Linked DNA regions of Zea mays: all the other regions are linked to region 4. A link is a contact called in public Hi-C data. All regions are on one chromosome and are shown on one strand. The core of a region is the stretch at or near the end of the contact, and the rest is flanking DNA. Distances in the headings are between cores, read along the strand shown.

Evidence for each region. Hi-C and Micro-C count contacts between places; a contact is called where the count stands out from the background.
Region 1: a Hi-C map of ear shows a contact between it and region 4, with 2.0 times the contacts expected there. The contact joins the promoter of LOC111043195 here to the promoter of LOC100277704 in region 4. A contact is called at or near these places in 3 of 25 Hi-C or Micro-C datasets (bundle sheath, ear and leaf mesophyll).
Region 2: a Hi-C map of leaf shows a contact between it and region 4, with 5 times the contacts expected there. The contact joins the promoter of LOC100284438 here to the promoter of LOC100277704 in region 4. A contact is called at or near these places in 10 of 25 Hi-C or Micro-C datasets (bundle sheath, ear, endosperm and 5 more).
Region 3: a Hi-C map of leaf shows a contact between it and region 4, with 3 times the contacts expected there. The contact joins the promoter of LOC111591196 here to the promoter of LOC100277704 in region 4. A contact is called at or near these places in 10 of 25 Hi-C or Micro-C datasets (bundle sheath, ear, endosperm and 4 more) and 1 of 3 datasets of contacts at active chromatin or transcription factors (leaf).

The regions. Positions count from the first base shown.
Region 1 is chr3:200,706,606-200,710,280 of Zm-B73-REFERENCE-NAM-5.0, forward strand. LOC111043195 reads right to left here and starts at 2,239. Exons shown (of 2, transcript NM_001354580.1): 1 at 2,232-2,239; 2 at 1,012-2,130. The coding sequence starts at 2,113. The coding sequence ends at 1,220.
Region 2 is chr3:200,980,212-200,984,160 of Zm-B73-REFERENCE-NAM-5.0, forward strand. LOC100284438 reads left to right here and starts at 1,962. Exons shown (of 13, transcript NR_182104.1): 1 at 1,962-2,251; 2 at 3,317-3,414; 3 at 3,573-3,826.
Region 3 is chr3:201,029,560-201,033,431 of Zm-B73-REFERENCE-NAM-5.0, forward strand. It overlaps LOC111591196 (heavy metal-associated isoprenylated plant protein 28), which reads left to right and starts at 1,625. Exons shown (of 2, transcript XM_023302137.1): 1 at 1,625-1,746; 2 at 1,881-2,723. The coding sequence starts at 1,741. The coding sequence ends at 2,342.
Region 4 is chr3:200,847,269-200,851,127 of Zm-B73-REFERENCE-NAM-5.0, forward strand. It overlaps LOC100277704, which reads left to right and starts at 1,517. Exons shown (of 1, transcript NM_001151205.2): 1 at 1,517-2,450. The coding sequence starts at 1,699. The coding sequence ends at 2,295.

The DNA of each region.
Region 1 (3,675 bases), core at 989-3,488, 140 kb before region 4:
GTTTAATGTGGAGGCTCTTAAGATGTTTAAGAGTGTTATTTGTAAAAAATCTTAGAGCCGTCTCTCCGTGAAAAGACGCCTCTGGCTCGTAAACCAAGTAGCAACAGACGCCTCACTTACCACTGTATGAATTTGTCGTCTGTTCTATCGATCTGATGCTATACAAATACATTTAATTCTCTATTTATTAATAGACTACGTTTATAGACACTCTATTATACAATATAGTCTCTTAGTTGTCTCCTGTGTTTGGAGAACCGTTTTAGTGTCTCTCCACTGTACATGCCCTTACACCACTCGAGGACGACGACGACGATTTCCTCGCCTGCTCTGCTTCGCTCCTATCAAGATGGTCACGGTCTCACAGTCTCTCTCACAAAGCATGAGTCACGATGCACTATCCACGCGTCACGCATGCAAGCGCGCTTTGCAGAAAGCTGGCGGCTGCATCGGTACTCTCGGCTATCACCCATGCGCCGGCCGTCCACGCCATCCACGGCCAAACGGCAATGACGCAGAGCGTGACTGCGCGAGCGATGGTCCATATGCTGGCCTGCGCGCCAGTCTGCCTCGACTCGCCGTGTCGGCTGTAATGACGGGGCCACGCCACTACAGACAACCCGGAGGCCGAGCCCCCTCCGGCGTCCACGCCTCATCGTGCACGTCCCGCCGCGGCCGGGCGCCCGGCCCCGTCGTCGTCTTCGTGTAGCTACGCCGGCCGGATACAGAAAAAGGAACTGGAAAGGTGAGCGCCGCCGGTGCGGTGTCTGAAAGGCCAACGCCTCCCACTCGCTGCTAGTAAAGCCAGTCACAGCTATACCCACCATCGATTGGCAACCCATGCAGACAGGCGGCAGCCATTAACAAGGATTAAAAAAAACAGGGAGAAGATGAGACGGCCACGGCTTCTTCTACTAAGGTTTGCAGGAAGACGCGGTGTATATAAAGAGCGTGTGGTTCACGAAAGACGTAGACACGGTAAAGGCACAACGAAGAAGAGAGATCAACTACTCATGCAAGCACTGCGGTATTTAATTTAGGTTCTTAGGAACAAAAACACCAAGCACCAACTTTGTACATATTAATGGACGCCATGCACATGGTGATCGATCGGTCTATATAGAAAGACAGGCGGGTACTAGAGAGGTTGTGTGGTGTCCAAGCTACACACGGGATGCTACTAACTAGCTGCAGGCAAGGGCGAGGAATGGCAAGCCTTTCATGTGCTCGGGCGGACGGTGTTGTCCGTTCCGGCGCTCTGCCCGCCAAGCTGTTGCTGTGCGCCAGCTGCTGCTTCCCTACGGCGGCTCCAGTCGCGGACGGAGAGGTGCAGGTGCTTGCCTGCCGCCAGCATCTCCACCGCTTGCCGAGGCGTCAGGATCTCCGTCGCCAGCGCCCGCGCCGTCGCCATCCTCAGCTCGTCGGCCTCCACCAGCAGCCGCGACAGCGCGGCCTTGTAGCTGTCCAGCGCCGCGTCCACCTCGGCGTCCGCGGCTCCTAGCCGGGCCGCCCTGAGCCGCCGCCGCGCCGCGCCGTCGCAGCTTCCGCTGGCAGCAGCTGCAGCTCCCAACCGTGCCGCGGCAGCGAGCTCGCGCTGCCGCACGATGGGCAGGAGCGGGCGGTCGGCGATGTCCTCCTGCAGGGTGGCGAGCCGGTCCGACAGGGCGTTCTCCTGGTGCACCGTCCGGCTGTGGAGGTCGTTGATGAGCACCAGCTGAGCGGACGTGATCCCCAGGGCCCCGGTCGGGATGACGCCGTTGCTGAGGCCGCCGAGCAGCTCCTCCACCTGCGCCTCCAGGCCCTCCCCGGAGAGGTTGTAGAGCAGGCGGACGGTGAGCGAAGGGCGGCAGCCCCCGAGCCAGAGCACGGAGTTCTCGAAGGCGGTGCACCAGGGCGGGGCGAAGAAGGCGACGCCGTCCTCCCGCGACAGCGCGCGCCTGCGGGTGGCGTAGTCCTGGTACCCGAGCATGCACCGCTCCACCACGGTCCGCAGCTCGGCGTCCGTTGCCCGGCCCGCGGCGGCATTGGCCGACGCCGCCTCGAGCTCGGCGAGGCCTGCCTCCTGCCCGGCGATCCAGTGCCGGTAGCATGACTCGTACCGCGCCATGTCCATCCCGTCCGTCCAAGCCTCTGCAGTGTGAGGCCGTGACGAGAGAGTGGAGTAAGCACATGGCCTATATGTTCGCACTACATGTTGTATTCATGCACATATGCCTTTTTTGACCCTTTACCTCGTTTCAGTTTTCGGCAGGCCCTGTTGTGTGACTTGATCTGTCTCTATGGTTCCTCCGATTTTGCTTTTTTTTTTGTTTCTGCGGTATGTCACCAGACGGGGACGACGGAGCACGAGGCTTTCGATAGCGTGATGGTGATGTGCTGGTCGGCCGCGGATGCATGCGTGCGTGTAGAACCTATCTGATGTGGATCCCTATCGGATCACGGCGACGAAACTTTTGGGAAGCAAAAAGACACGGAAGGTGTCACGCAAGATTGGCCATGGAACGGCGCTTCCCCTCGGCCCGCGGCCCTGCGTTTAACCTTTTCCGTGGGCAGGTGTGAAGGGAATCGGAGGCCGGACCGCGGACGAGGAGATGGATGGTGCATCCTTGTGCGACGGAGAGCTCCCGGTGAGTCCAGTGCATCCTTTCGTTCGTGCGTACGCGTGCCATGGCTCCTTTGTGTGTACTGTCTTGTCGTTAGCGCCAGAAGCCCAGACTAGCTGACATTCATATGAGTTATCCGTATTCATATTTGTTTCCGAGACACTATCCACGTGATTGGTTCGTTTCACTGGTCCGCCTGGCTCGCATCAGTCAGCCAGGCTATATATAGCCTGATTGAGTGTATGCAAAGGTTTAGTGTTTGGTTACTTGGCTCAATTGAATCTGGCTGTATTGAGACAGCGTTTGGTTGTATGTATCAAAGCATGTACCAGTGAAGAATGCACAAATAAATCTTTAAATATTATATAACATATATGGTCTAGTTTTAATCGAAAAAATGTTAGGGACACAAATATAAAATTTGTTCGGTGATTAAATTTTTTAATTAGAAGATATAACAAAAAAACTAACTAAAAACATACCTCGGTATACGTGCCACTGCATGCACTGAGCCTGGCTGGGCGCGTACGCTCGCCGCGAGCTTCGCTCGGAAGCCTGGCTGCGGTCGCTTCTTTGCATGACTAGAGTTGGGATGCATAGAGAAGCTAACCAAACAAACACTGCTTTATAACTCCGCGGGTGCAGTTTCTCTATTCACCCAGTCTACCAAACATGCGGTATATGGATATCAAGTTTAGTGTTTTAAATTTAGTATAAATCCAATATATTTCTTGTTGTAAATTATTTTAATGATTTTACTTAATTATTTATTACTTTATACAAATTATCTATGTAATGTATAATTTCCTGATAAAAATTATATAAATAACGACTGATTAATTGATGTATTTAACTATCACATATTACATTGATAGATAAACTATTTTTTAGGAGTTATCATCGTTGTCCACGTACTTTAATCTCTACTCGTGTAATGATTCTGTACTTACAAAAACATTGATTATTTTTATTTTAATTTATTTACTTGTTCTACCATTTAATTAGATATTGATATTATTATTTAGTTCACTTCAATATTGACAATTATTATATGTGTATTTTAAAAAAATTA
Region 2 (3,949 bases), core at 712-3,211, 130 kb after region 4:
GATTGCTCAAACAAGATCCTAGGGGCATTTAGAACTTATCCAAATGGTTGAACTACGAATAGTTTATCTTTTCTAACATACGCCCTTTATAGTTGGGTTTGAGCTATTTTCTGACTTAGAATCTTCAATTCTTATTCTTATGAACTAGTGATCAATCACTTAGCAAACTAGTTAGTCCAGAGGTTGTGATGGTCATCAAACAACAAAACTAATCTAGAAATGGTTTCGAGCCCATTTCCCTTTCAGGAACAACTCTGCTCTCGAGTATAGGTTGATTTATCATGATTAGTGGCAGTGTTGGGTAAATAACTTTAAACCTTATGTCTGATTTATTTTTAATGATTTCAGAGTAGTAAAAGGGACACTCCACAAATTCCTAGTGTAGCCATCAAAATTCTATGGATGTTTGGCTGGCTTTAGCGAGTTCTTCCTTAGAGTTTTAGTCTAGAGCCACGCCACACACCACCTTAGGGCATGCTTGATAATAAAATTTTAAAATACTATAACTTTAAAATACCATAGTTTACAATTGTATATGACTGAAATACTATTACTTTACCATATTATTGCTTAAACTAAAATTTGTTCGGTTATATTAGAAAACCCAAGTATGTGTAGAGAGAACACGAGAAAACTGAGGTCACTCCAAAATACCATATTTTTGGGTAAACCATGACATTAAATTTTTTGTTTTACCTATACCAACGAAACATATTTTAGCTTTGAATACTACAGTCATCAAATAGCGTAGTATTGCTTCAAAACTAAAAACATACTAAGCTTCTAAACATGCCTTAGTCCTCATGAGCCTCATAATTAATTAAAATAATGAGAAAATAGTTTTCATCGGATTTCCAGAACAAAACTTCTGGTCAAATCATTTAGCCTAAAAAGTTTGAATTGACACACCAGTGACCTGATTCGGTTAGATCTTTCTTCTTCTTTTTCCTATTTTGAATCGGGGCATAGTTCAAATATTATAACAAAAATTTGATCTAAACGCACTAACCACTAATGAATCCAATTGGGTATATTTTTTCAACAAGATAGGTCAAATGGTCTATTATCTTATATTTAGAGCAGTTTTAATGCTGAAAATTATAAGCAATTTTACACCTATTGATTTATATAGACACTATAACTTTAGGGTACAAATAGGTTTCATAAAATTTTATTTTCTTAATGATATGCTTCTTGTTTTAATTATCTAGTATATATTATATCTCTCTATGTCCTGAATATCATAAAAACATGATTTTTTTATTTTAAAACTATTTTTATTATAGTGTCATATCACATTTTTACTTATATAATAAAGTTGGCTCTTAAATGAATCCTTTGTCTCTTTCTCTTTCATCCTTTTGTCTTGATGTCCGTGAAGCACCTAACTCTTGCATGAGAGCCAACTCCCTCTACTTTTTTATGTCTCTCTTCTACATAAGCAAAAATGCCAGGTAAGCATGCTTAGAGCCCATTATTGTACTTGGGCATGTACAACTCAATTAAATGAAGGGTCTCTTGAGAAGTTTCTAGGGGGTTAAGTAAAAATCAAGAGACAGACTCTTCCTGAAGAGCCCGTCTCTACACAGACTCTCTATATATATTGTGTCTTGATTGTATTTATTATCTAAAACTTGGGATTATATCACGTTGTATTTTAGTTGTCTCGGGGTGTTTGAATGCAATAGAGCTAATAGTTAGTGACTAAAATTAGTTGAAACATCCAAACAACCTAGCTAATAGTTCAGCTATTAGCTATTTTTGATAAATTAGTTAATAGTTAGGTAGTTAATTGTTAGCTAGCTAATTTTACTAACATTTTTTAGCCAACTAACTATTAGTTGTAGTACATTCAAACACCCTTTAGAAAACTGTTTCACCGACTCAGCGTTATACATGATTACTGGATACCCTACTAGTTGATGAATATATAAATTCATGGTTGGGATAGGTTGCAAAGCATTTTGGATTCTGTGCCAAAAGAGGGGTTAAAGGAACGAATTCTGATTCCCGTGGACCGACAAGGAGCAGCTGGGAAACGGAGCGCCACAAGCCCACAACTCTCGCGCAGGCTTCTCTCCCATCTCCGCCCTTCCCGAAGCAGCACGGTGCAGGCCGCGGACCCGCGGTTTCTCCACAGAATCCCGCTCCACGCACGTCGCCCCCGTCGCCGGCGAGGCGGCTGTGCTGCTGCGTACTCCCCTGGTTCCAACTCTGAACCGGCCACCCTCTCCTGCTCCGCGACCTCGAGGTATCTCCGTCTCCCAGTGACGCTACTTTTCGCTGTTGCTCCTGCAGGCTGACTGCGTCGGTTTAGCACTTCAGCTTATGGCGTGCTTGCTCTGGATGGTTGGCGCCAACGTGGTTAGCTCATGGCTGTGTTGTTGCGCCGGCGGCGACTCGTTGCTTTGGGGGAATATGTCATCACAAACTGCAATTGTCAGCTGTTCATTGGACGGTGCCGCGGTTGTTAATTGAGACGATTTGGGACGGCTCTAGATGAGCGGTTGCGCGCACCCATTAATAATCGCGAGAACGATGTGCTTGTTTGTTGCGCCGATCATTAGCGTTGTATAGACGCGGGAAGCCGCGAACAAGGCAACGCCAGTAGACTTGACAAAATACTTCCGTGCCACAGTAAGGAAGCACTACGTATTTTTCTGGGTTACGGTTACGGGAGACTACTGAGGAAAAAGTAATCACAGGCGGCTCCTCACACCAATCCCCTTCCTCCATTCCTCTTCCCGTACCCTGGCCTGGCGGGGTCGCGCTTAGCCAGCCGTTGCAGGTCTCCTCCGTTTAAAACAGGGCACCTAGCTGTTTTGGTGAGAAACCCTAGATTGATTGGAGTTGGATGTTCTGGAGTGGCGAGGAACCCTAGATTGATTGGAGTTAGATGGATGCTTGCTCGTTTTGTTAGTTCCTTTACCGTCCCTCAAATCCAAACATTCCTTCCTAGGACTGGCACGGTGCTCCAGTTCATCTAAAGCAATTTGTCTTTTGGGTAATACTGGTTTGTGTTCGTTTTTTCCAAAACTGTCTGGGGTTCAGTTTCAGCTGAACCTGCTGTCCGCACGCCCTTTGTTTGAGACCCCTTTGGATTTATTGTTATAATGAGTTTTGCTTGCCCGGTGTTCAATCAGTGTACCATTGAATTTTTAGCAGAGCACTGATCAAGCGTTTTGTTCCAAGGATTTTTTAATCAGTTCTAATGCCCATAGATTATCTCATACATGTGTTGATTTCTACACATTTTGTATTTCATCTTATAATCAAATCTGGTCTGATTGACTGTTGCCTTTTATTTTCTTTTTAGTAACTTTTTGAGTACCAGTGATGCAAAGGGACACAAGCTCTAGCGATGTTTCTGCTTCTCATGTAGGACGTGTAAGACGTCGCAAACATCCAACTGAGGTTAGTAATTTCTTGTTCCTTTTGCTCTTTATTGCGCTCTGCTCTCTCTCTCTCTCTCTCTCTCTAGATTTCAGCTAATACACTGAAGCATGGTTCAAGCTAGAGCAGCAGCCTGTTTCAGGTGCTCTTTTACGTACTAATCTTGGTCATTTTTTCAGGCTACCACAGATGGGAATAGAGCTAATGGACAGCCATTGCTTGTCAATGATCAGAACAAATATAAATCAATGCTTACCCGTACGTATTCTACAGTATGGATGATTGGAGGCTTTGCCTTTATTATTTATATGGGTCATCTATATATCTGGGCTATGGTGGTTGTGATTCAAATATACATGGCAAGAGAACTTTTCAATTTACTCAGAAAATCCAGTGAAGAGAAACAACTGCCAGGGTTCAGGGTCCTGAATTGGTAAGCAATGGTTCATTTTGATCCTACCAAGTTTAAACAGAAATTTGTCAATTTCACAGCTGCCATGCTTTTCAACAGTATTTTTTTTTTCTGTTGTGACGTTTATGCCCAAGTATTATTTCC
Region 3 (3,872 bases), core at 375-2,874, 180 kb after region 4:
CGGGTTGCTTTTCCGCTGCGATCAAGCGGAAGAGCCTACAGAAAACGAAGATGCATGTAGCAGTAGTAGCCCCTCCAGAAAACGATTGTGCTGCTCTGTAACTACATCCTCCCGTAATACTATCTATTACTGTCGATACATATTTTCGTAACACCACGTCGGTCGGTCGGTCGGTCGATGGTGGCCAATCGTTTAGGGAAAGAAGAAACTCGACTTGCTCAGGTAGAAAACCTGTCCATTATAGCTGCGAATTGATTGCCTATCACTTTCATGATCCGTGGAATCACCGCAATAAATCTCTTTATAATGCTCAACGCAGTTAGCACGAGTTTTAGACTCTAGTAAATTATCATTCGATAATTGATTGCCACTAGTATATTGTCTGATTGTTTTCTACTCCCCTCCCTCGCCCTTTTCGAGCAGGAGTGGGCCTTCTCTCCGCGGAAAAACTGAAAGCTAACTCGGCGTTTGCTTAGCGAGTCAGCCATTGTTATCTACACCAAACAATGCACAAATGGGGTCAGGTCAGGTGTCAACTTGTCAAGGGTGATTCATTTGATCCGACATGAGACGTCTGGCACCTAAAGGCTATAACGATAACACCGTTAATCGAAAGGACCAGCTGCAAACCTCTAGCCACACATTTAATTTTACTGGTCAATGAACGAGACTTTATAAAAAAATATGAAAAGAAACCGATGACCATAATTCTCATTCTTTGTCCAAAATTGTATATATATATATATATATATAGGTTTTTAGATATATAATAAAACTTATGAGCAAAAACGACCTCTAAATTGAAACGGATACATTAGATCGCAAATCGAGAGCTGTAGTTTATAATATAAATTTAAATATTTTTTAAATATTTTCAATTTAAATAATAAACAAAAATGCCTTAGTAAATGTCTTCTAAAAGTTCACAACTTTAGGACTAATTTTACTAATTTTTTTGGAGCTGGATGGAGTGGTAACCTAGCCCATCTAAACATGTCAGCTCATGTTCCAAATATTGCTACAGCTTTGTTGGGCCACAGCCGGGCCAGTGTTGGCCAGGGCCAAGATGGCAGCATTGGTACCGAAAGAGCGCGACACGGCGCATCGCTTCCGGCCCAAACGATCTAACTGGGCCTACGTACCATGCTTGATGCCCTGAGTCCAGGTAACTCCTCCGCACCGACCGCACGTATGACGTATCCCTTGAGTTGGAGGCTGGAGCCGGCGTCTCCTTCCTGGCCGACTCCATTTGCGCCGCGCGCGCTTTGCTCTGACGATATGTAAAACGCCACCGGTTCGGTCTTCGAACGCGCATGCCAGCGAGGCGGGCGGCGCGCGGCTGCTTGCGTGCGTGCGTGCTTCCTCTGCCCATGCGCACATCGTATCGTTTCCACATTTTCTGTTGGCATCGGCGTCGTTTTTTATGCACCGGTACCGGAGCTGAACATGGAGGTGGAGCGCGAAGGAAGCAGTCGGTGCATGTGGAGTACAGAAAATTGTTCGTCAACTCATTGGCCTGCCGACCATCAGCCATGGCACATGCCTCCTGACCGGGGCGGTAACCGTTACAAGATGGGTATATAATATACGGGGCCACGGGGGATACACGACTTCTTGACACAGAAACAACCTGTTTTCCATCACCAGCACGACCATCGCTGTTGTCAGCACACAGCCTGATAAGACACCAGAGAACCGCCGGAGTGATCGATCCATTGTACACAGCTTCGAAAGACGAAAATGACGGTGAGTCTCCGCGCTAGCTATACATGCATGCGTTTTGCTTCTTGTAATGTACTTGCTACACTAATCTGCTACCGGGATCCTTGTGTCTTATTACGTACCGGTTCCATATCTGTTGGTATACATCACCTATACAGCTCGTGGAGATGTGCGTGCACATGGACTGCCCCGGGTGCGAGAAGAAGATCCGGAAGGCGGTGCAGCGGCTGGAAGGCGTGCACGACGTGGAGGTCGACATGGCGCAGCAGAAGGTGACGGTGAGCGGGGACGTGGAGCAGAAGAAGGTGCTCAAGGCGGTGCGGCGGACGGGCCGGCGCGCCGTCCTGTGGCCGCTCCCCTACGCCGCGGGCGCGGCCGCCGGCGCCGCGCACGTCCTGGCGCAGCAGCAGCCAGCAGCAGGCGCAGGCGCAGGCGCAGGCCCGGCGCACGCCAGCCACGCGGCGCGGCCCACGTCCTCGTACAACTACTACAAGCATGGCTACGACGACTCGAGCCTGTACGGCGCCTACTACCACCACGGCGCCAACTCGGCCGTCGCCGGCACCAGGTCCACCGACTACTTCAGTGACGAGAACGCGCAGGGGTGCTCCGTCATGTGATTGGCAGGATCACATGCAGGCATGTAAAACTTCAGAGGTATAATTGAAGTGGGTGTGTGGAAGGTCTGGAATTACAAGCCATATGCAATATATGTGATCGACAGACTTTGTTAACTTACAAGACAAGAGGAAATATCAACTATCAATCAGATACAACAACAGAAGATAAAAGCACCAAGCTGTGCCAGTCACGGATTTACAGCTGAAAGATCTGTTACAATTACTTCCTATTCTAACAGCCCCTCTTTGATCACCCCATTTGATTTAGGTAGAAATTATACGCTTCAAGTTCTCTAATTTTCTCGCCAATAATATCTTGGTAAACTCATCTGCAACTTAAACTCGTGAAAAAACAAAGTCAATTTTCAGTATTTTTCTTAACATGCATTCTTTAACAAGACCACAACCTTTTACTGGAAGATCACACACGATCTCAAGTGCTCCGGTCCCAAACTTCAACTCTCATAGGTGCTTCACATCTACAAACAAATTGATCACTTTATATCATTACATGTGTTTATCTCATACCAACACGGCAACACATATCCCTAACACTGCACCTCACACTTGATGCTCATATTCCTAGTTCTTCTCTTCTTGGGCTCCATACTCCACTCCACTAAATTCATGACCAAAAGGCACAAGGAAGACCCCTTGGAGGGTATTGGTATCCCAAACCAAGAGGGAGAGACCATTGAAGAAAGAGATAGTTCAAGGGTTGAAAAATAGTGTTTGAAAAGGGCAATCTTTGTAGTGCATGTAAAGCTGACAATCAAGTTATCAACACTCATCCAACCAAATTTTTTATGTCAACATCAAGTCATCAAGACCATTAAAGCTTCTACACGTGGATTTATTTGGAGTGACAACTAATGCAAGTGTGGGAGGCAAACTATATTGTCTTGTTGTGGTAAATAACTATTCAAGATATGTTTAGGTGTTGTTCCATCAAGACAAAACCAAAGTTACATTAATATTGAAGAAGTTTGCTAAAAATAGCAAAATGAACTTAAAGCGAAGATCAAGAAAATAAGAAATGACACTAGAAACAAATTTGACAACACAAAGTAACAAATATAGAGTAATATTGTGGTGAAATTGAGATCAAGTATGAAGTATCTGCAACATAGATTTCATAGCAAAAAGAATCACACACATGTTAGTGTTTAGTTCGTAGTTGTATAGACGCATAGATAACACCTAAGAAACGCCTACAACATACACTTCATAGCAACAAGGATCACACATATGTTAGTGTTTGATTCGTAGTTGTATAGATGCATAGAGAACACCTAGGAAACGCCTCGCAGCTTAGGACCTGTTTGGTACAACTTTTTTCTAAAGAACTTTTCTAAGAATCTAGATTTGTAGATAATCTAGCTGTCATGAAAATATGGATATTACAGGACCTACGTGCGAAATCCTTGCGAAGAAAGATGAAGGGTCCGTATGATTTAGGATTTAAGAAGCGGCGTATTTCTCCCGTCACAATGTCGATAGATTCTGCATTCATGTTGATTTAAGCGATTT
Region 4 (3,859 bases), core at 267-2,766:
GTCGCTGTCGTGGAGCACATGCCGAGTGCGCATGGGCATGCAGCGCGCACACAGTGACGCAGTGTGCGATCTGATCCGGTCCGTCACGCGCCTGCTGCTGAAGGCTGAAGCCTACTAGGCCCCAAATGGAAGAAGGGGGAGGCGCGCGCCGGCAGCTGCACGTTCTCGAGTCCCAGCGCGGAGACGACGAGAGGAGGATCCCACGCGCCTCGCCCGACGCGCGGGGCTTGTCTTGCCTGCCGACCACGCCAGAGTGCGGCTGCGGCTCGTGTCCTGCGCACCGTCCCCTTCCCAGCGCTCGACACGCACGCACATATACTACTGTACTTCCCAGCACTGTAGTGCGTCCCTCGGTGTTATACGGGCCCGCCTGACCACAGGCTTGCCAGATAAACTCGCCACGTGTGTCATGAACGAGAGACCGCTAGCTAGCTGCTCTGCGGATTACTTACTACTCCGTCACTGTCGCACACAGCATCTGGTGTGGCAGGTGAGCCTCCGCGCGTATAGAGATAGAGACCCTCGCTCCGCCTCCGCCTCATCCCCTCCGCTAGCTATGCTCTCTGCTCCGCCGGACCGGACGTCCGGACCGATCGGCCGGCCCAGAGCGTTGTCCAACAAGGCGTGCATAATAATCTCGGTTCAGACATGCGAGCACACAATCATTTCTCGCGCGATGCTAATTGTCCCCCTAATCAGCGGCGCGCGTACTTGTCCGCCCCATGGCAGGTCGCTGGAGCAGGAACACCATCAACCGGCCTTCATTCATTGCAACAGCGACGGCACGGGCCGGATATGCTTGGTCCATGCCCAAACCACCGCATCATATGGCACAGCGTACAGGCACGTATATTACTGCTGCTCCCTGCACCGTTCCCCACGTCTCTCTCTCTCGTACGGGCTCTGCGTTCCACAGCATCATCGTGCTTAGTGTGGTCCTGTTCCACTGCCTACGGTTCACCTAGGCACATTGCGTGACATACGCGTCCACCACTAACTACCACGAGACCCAGTCCCCTGCGTAACACAATTACACAAGTACAGGCAGGCCGAGGAGGATAAGAAAGATGCATGAAATGCAAAACAGACTGAACATCAGCGATAGACGGTTTGAATGTTTCACACACTTTCTTCCTACTCGGTTCTTTGCCACAGCCCACAGGCGCAAAACAATGTACAAGAGACTGAAGAGAGTGAGCAGCGGAAATAGTACTAGAAAAAAAAAGAGGGGCGGACCAGCTGCCGCTGCTGACTGTAGTGTGGACTGGCAGTAGTAGTAGTGCTGCTACAGCATTCAGCGGCGGCAGGTGCAGTGCAGAGTGCAGACTGATCTCGCGCAAGAAAACAAGAACCAGCTCCCTCCCCACCCGTGGCCTGCCTGCTACCAGTACAAATACCCGTGCCTGCGCGCATCCCCCTGGTTCATTCTCCAGCTAGCCCGGGCTCAGGAGCCAGTATCCCAACAAGCTGCAGGTGCAGCTATATAAAAAGCGAGCAGCTCGGACATACCCGCACCAAAAGGACCCAACGAAGTCCAGCCAGCTGAGCTGAGCCTCGTGAACCAGAGCATTTGCTCCTTCCTCGTCCTCCTCGATCGACCTCTCTCCTTGGTGCCGCTGCCGCCATATATGAACTGCTAGCACGCGCAGCAGCCAGCAGCTGCCGACCGGCCTATAATCAGAAGGCCAGAAAGGATCGATGGAGACCATCAAGTGCTGCATCGCGTGCATCCTGCCGTGCGGGGCGCTGGACGTGGTGCGGATCGTGCACTCCAACGGACGCGTGGAGGAGATCAGCGGGGGCCCCGTGCTGGCCGGGGAGATCATGAAGGCGTACCCCAAGCACGTCCTCCGGAAGCCGCCGTCCACGTGCCCGGCCGACGGCGGCATCGTCGTGCAGAAGCCCGTCATCCTGCCGCACAATGCCGAGCTGCAGAAGGGCAAGATCTACTTCCTCATGCCGGTCATGGCCACCCCGGCGCCCGAGAAGCCCGCCGCGAAGCCACAGCCGCCGCCCGCCGCCGGCCAATCCGCGGCGGCCGCTTCGGTGGCGAGGAGACGGCGCCGGAGGAAGGACCACGCCGCCGCACGGCCGGACGGAGGAGGAGCGGCGCCCGCCTGCAGCAGCGGGGCCGGGGCCCGGCCGCCGGAGGGCGAGAAGGAGCGGCTGCTGGCCAACGAGAGGTACCTGTCCGAGATCATGAAGGAGAAGGCCTCCACGGCCAGGGACCGGCGGCGAGGCCGCGTCGCCGTGTGGCGGCCGCACCTGGAGAGCATCACCGAGGATGACTTGTAATCAAGCAAGGTGTCTTCGATTTTTTTTTCCTCCCACCTTTTGTTTCTCTCTCCATTTCTTTAGTTTTAGCAGCGTGGTAGTTTCGTGGCGCTCTCTTTTGTTAATTCCTCCTGCTTTGCCTCTCCTTGCCCTTTGGCCTTTTATTTTTGTTGCCATCTTTTCTCCGGCCCGTCTCCTTTAGAGCACCATCATTATCATCTTCGTCTACCCTGCTCTCCTCTCTCTTACGAGATGAACTGCTGTGAAGAAAAAAGATAGTACGATTTTTGCCATGTTCTTTCTCTTTACAGCAATTGATGATTTTAAATAATGAAGTGTATAATACCAATTAAGTTATATGCATTGACCAATTTAACTTAAAATCTTAAGACGAACAATATCGACCCTATGACGTTGATAGATTGTGCGAGCAGATCTCTAGCAAAAGAAAGAGATGTACGCATCGATGCATGGATCTTCTCTCGTGCTTCACAACAGGCGAAGGACAGGAGCTCCGCCTCCGACCCATTCTTCTTTTTCATCCATTTTTTTCTATAAATAAAGTGGAGCAGTGGCATTGCTACCCTGCTACTGCTAGTAGTACAAGCAGCTCTAACCTTGATATCCGTCCACTCCGACTTGTTAATTCCTCCGAAAAAAAATACTCCCTCCGTTTCTTTTTATTTGTCGCTGGATAGTGCAATTTTACACTATCCAGCGACAAATAAAAAGAAACGGAGGGAGTAGAAATTTGCGCTGTACGTTCCATATTTTCCTTCCCTTTTGTGCTGCAAGCCTGCAACTGCAACTGGGACTGCAACACGGGAAGGCAGGAAGGTGAGAGAGGAGGGGGGCCGCCGCGAGCAGAGTCGCTGGCCTGTGGCCCTCCGAATGCGTCATGCGTGCATGTTGCCCTGGCCATCCAACCATGATGAGCACACGAAAGTTCTGAGAGGCGCTTGGCGCTAGCACTCAATGAGTACACCAATCATTGCCGGCAAGGCCCATGCATCCGCCCGCCTCCGTCGCTCCACCACCACTACCAGACCAGAGTCGTCCAGATCGAGCATGGATGAACGGACGGGGCTCCGGCTTTAGGCCCGGTGTGGCGCCCGCCATTGACGCACGTCACTCAACAACCATCGTCCGTTCCTTCGTTCGTTGCAGCAACCAGCTCAAGACTGAACAACACCGTTAGGCGGCCGGGGATTAGGGATAAACCTCACCCGGGCCCGGCTCTCCGCTTTAATTGACTGAGCTGGCATGCACGATCGATCGATGCTGCGGCGTGTCTGCGTGTATATGAATGTCTTGCTTTGCCTTTAATAACGATTTCATTTCATTCCCGCAAGGGATTTTCAGGGTTTTTCTGTACTCCGGAGGAGGGAGAGTAGATATATAGATATAGCTAGCTCTCATGCTCTTTTCAGTTTTCGTTTGGGGGGAAAAAGCGCGGCAAAGTATAAAGGTTCCTCATTGCAGGAGCAATGGATTTGACGTAAAGATGGGCACGTACAATGTGTTTCGTCTCCGTCTCTCTCTCTCTCTCAATCAAACGTCTCCAGACCACTCAACAACGCACTGC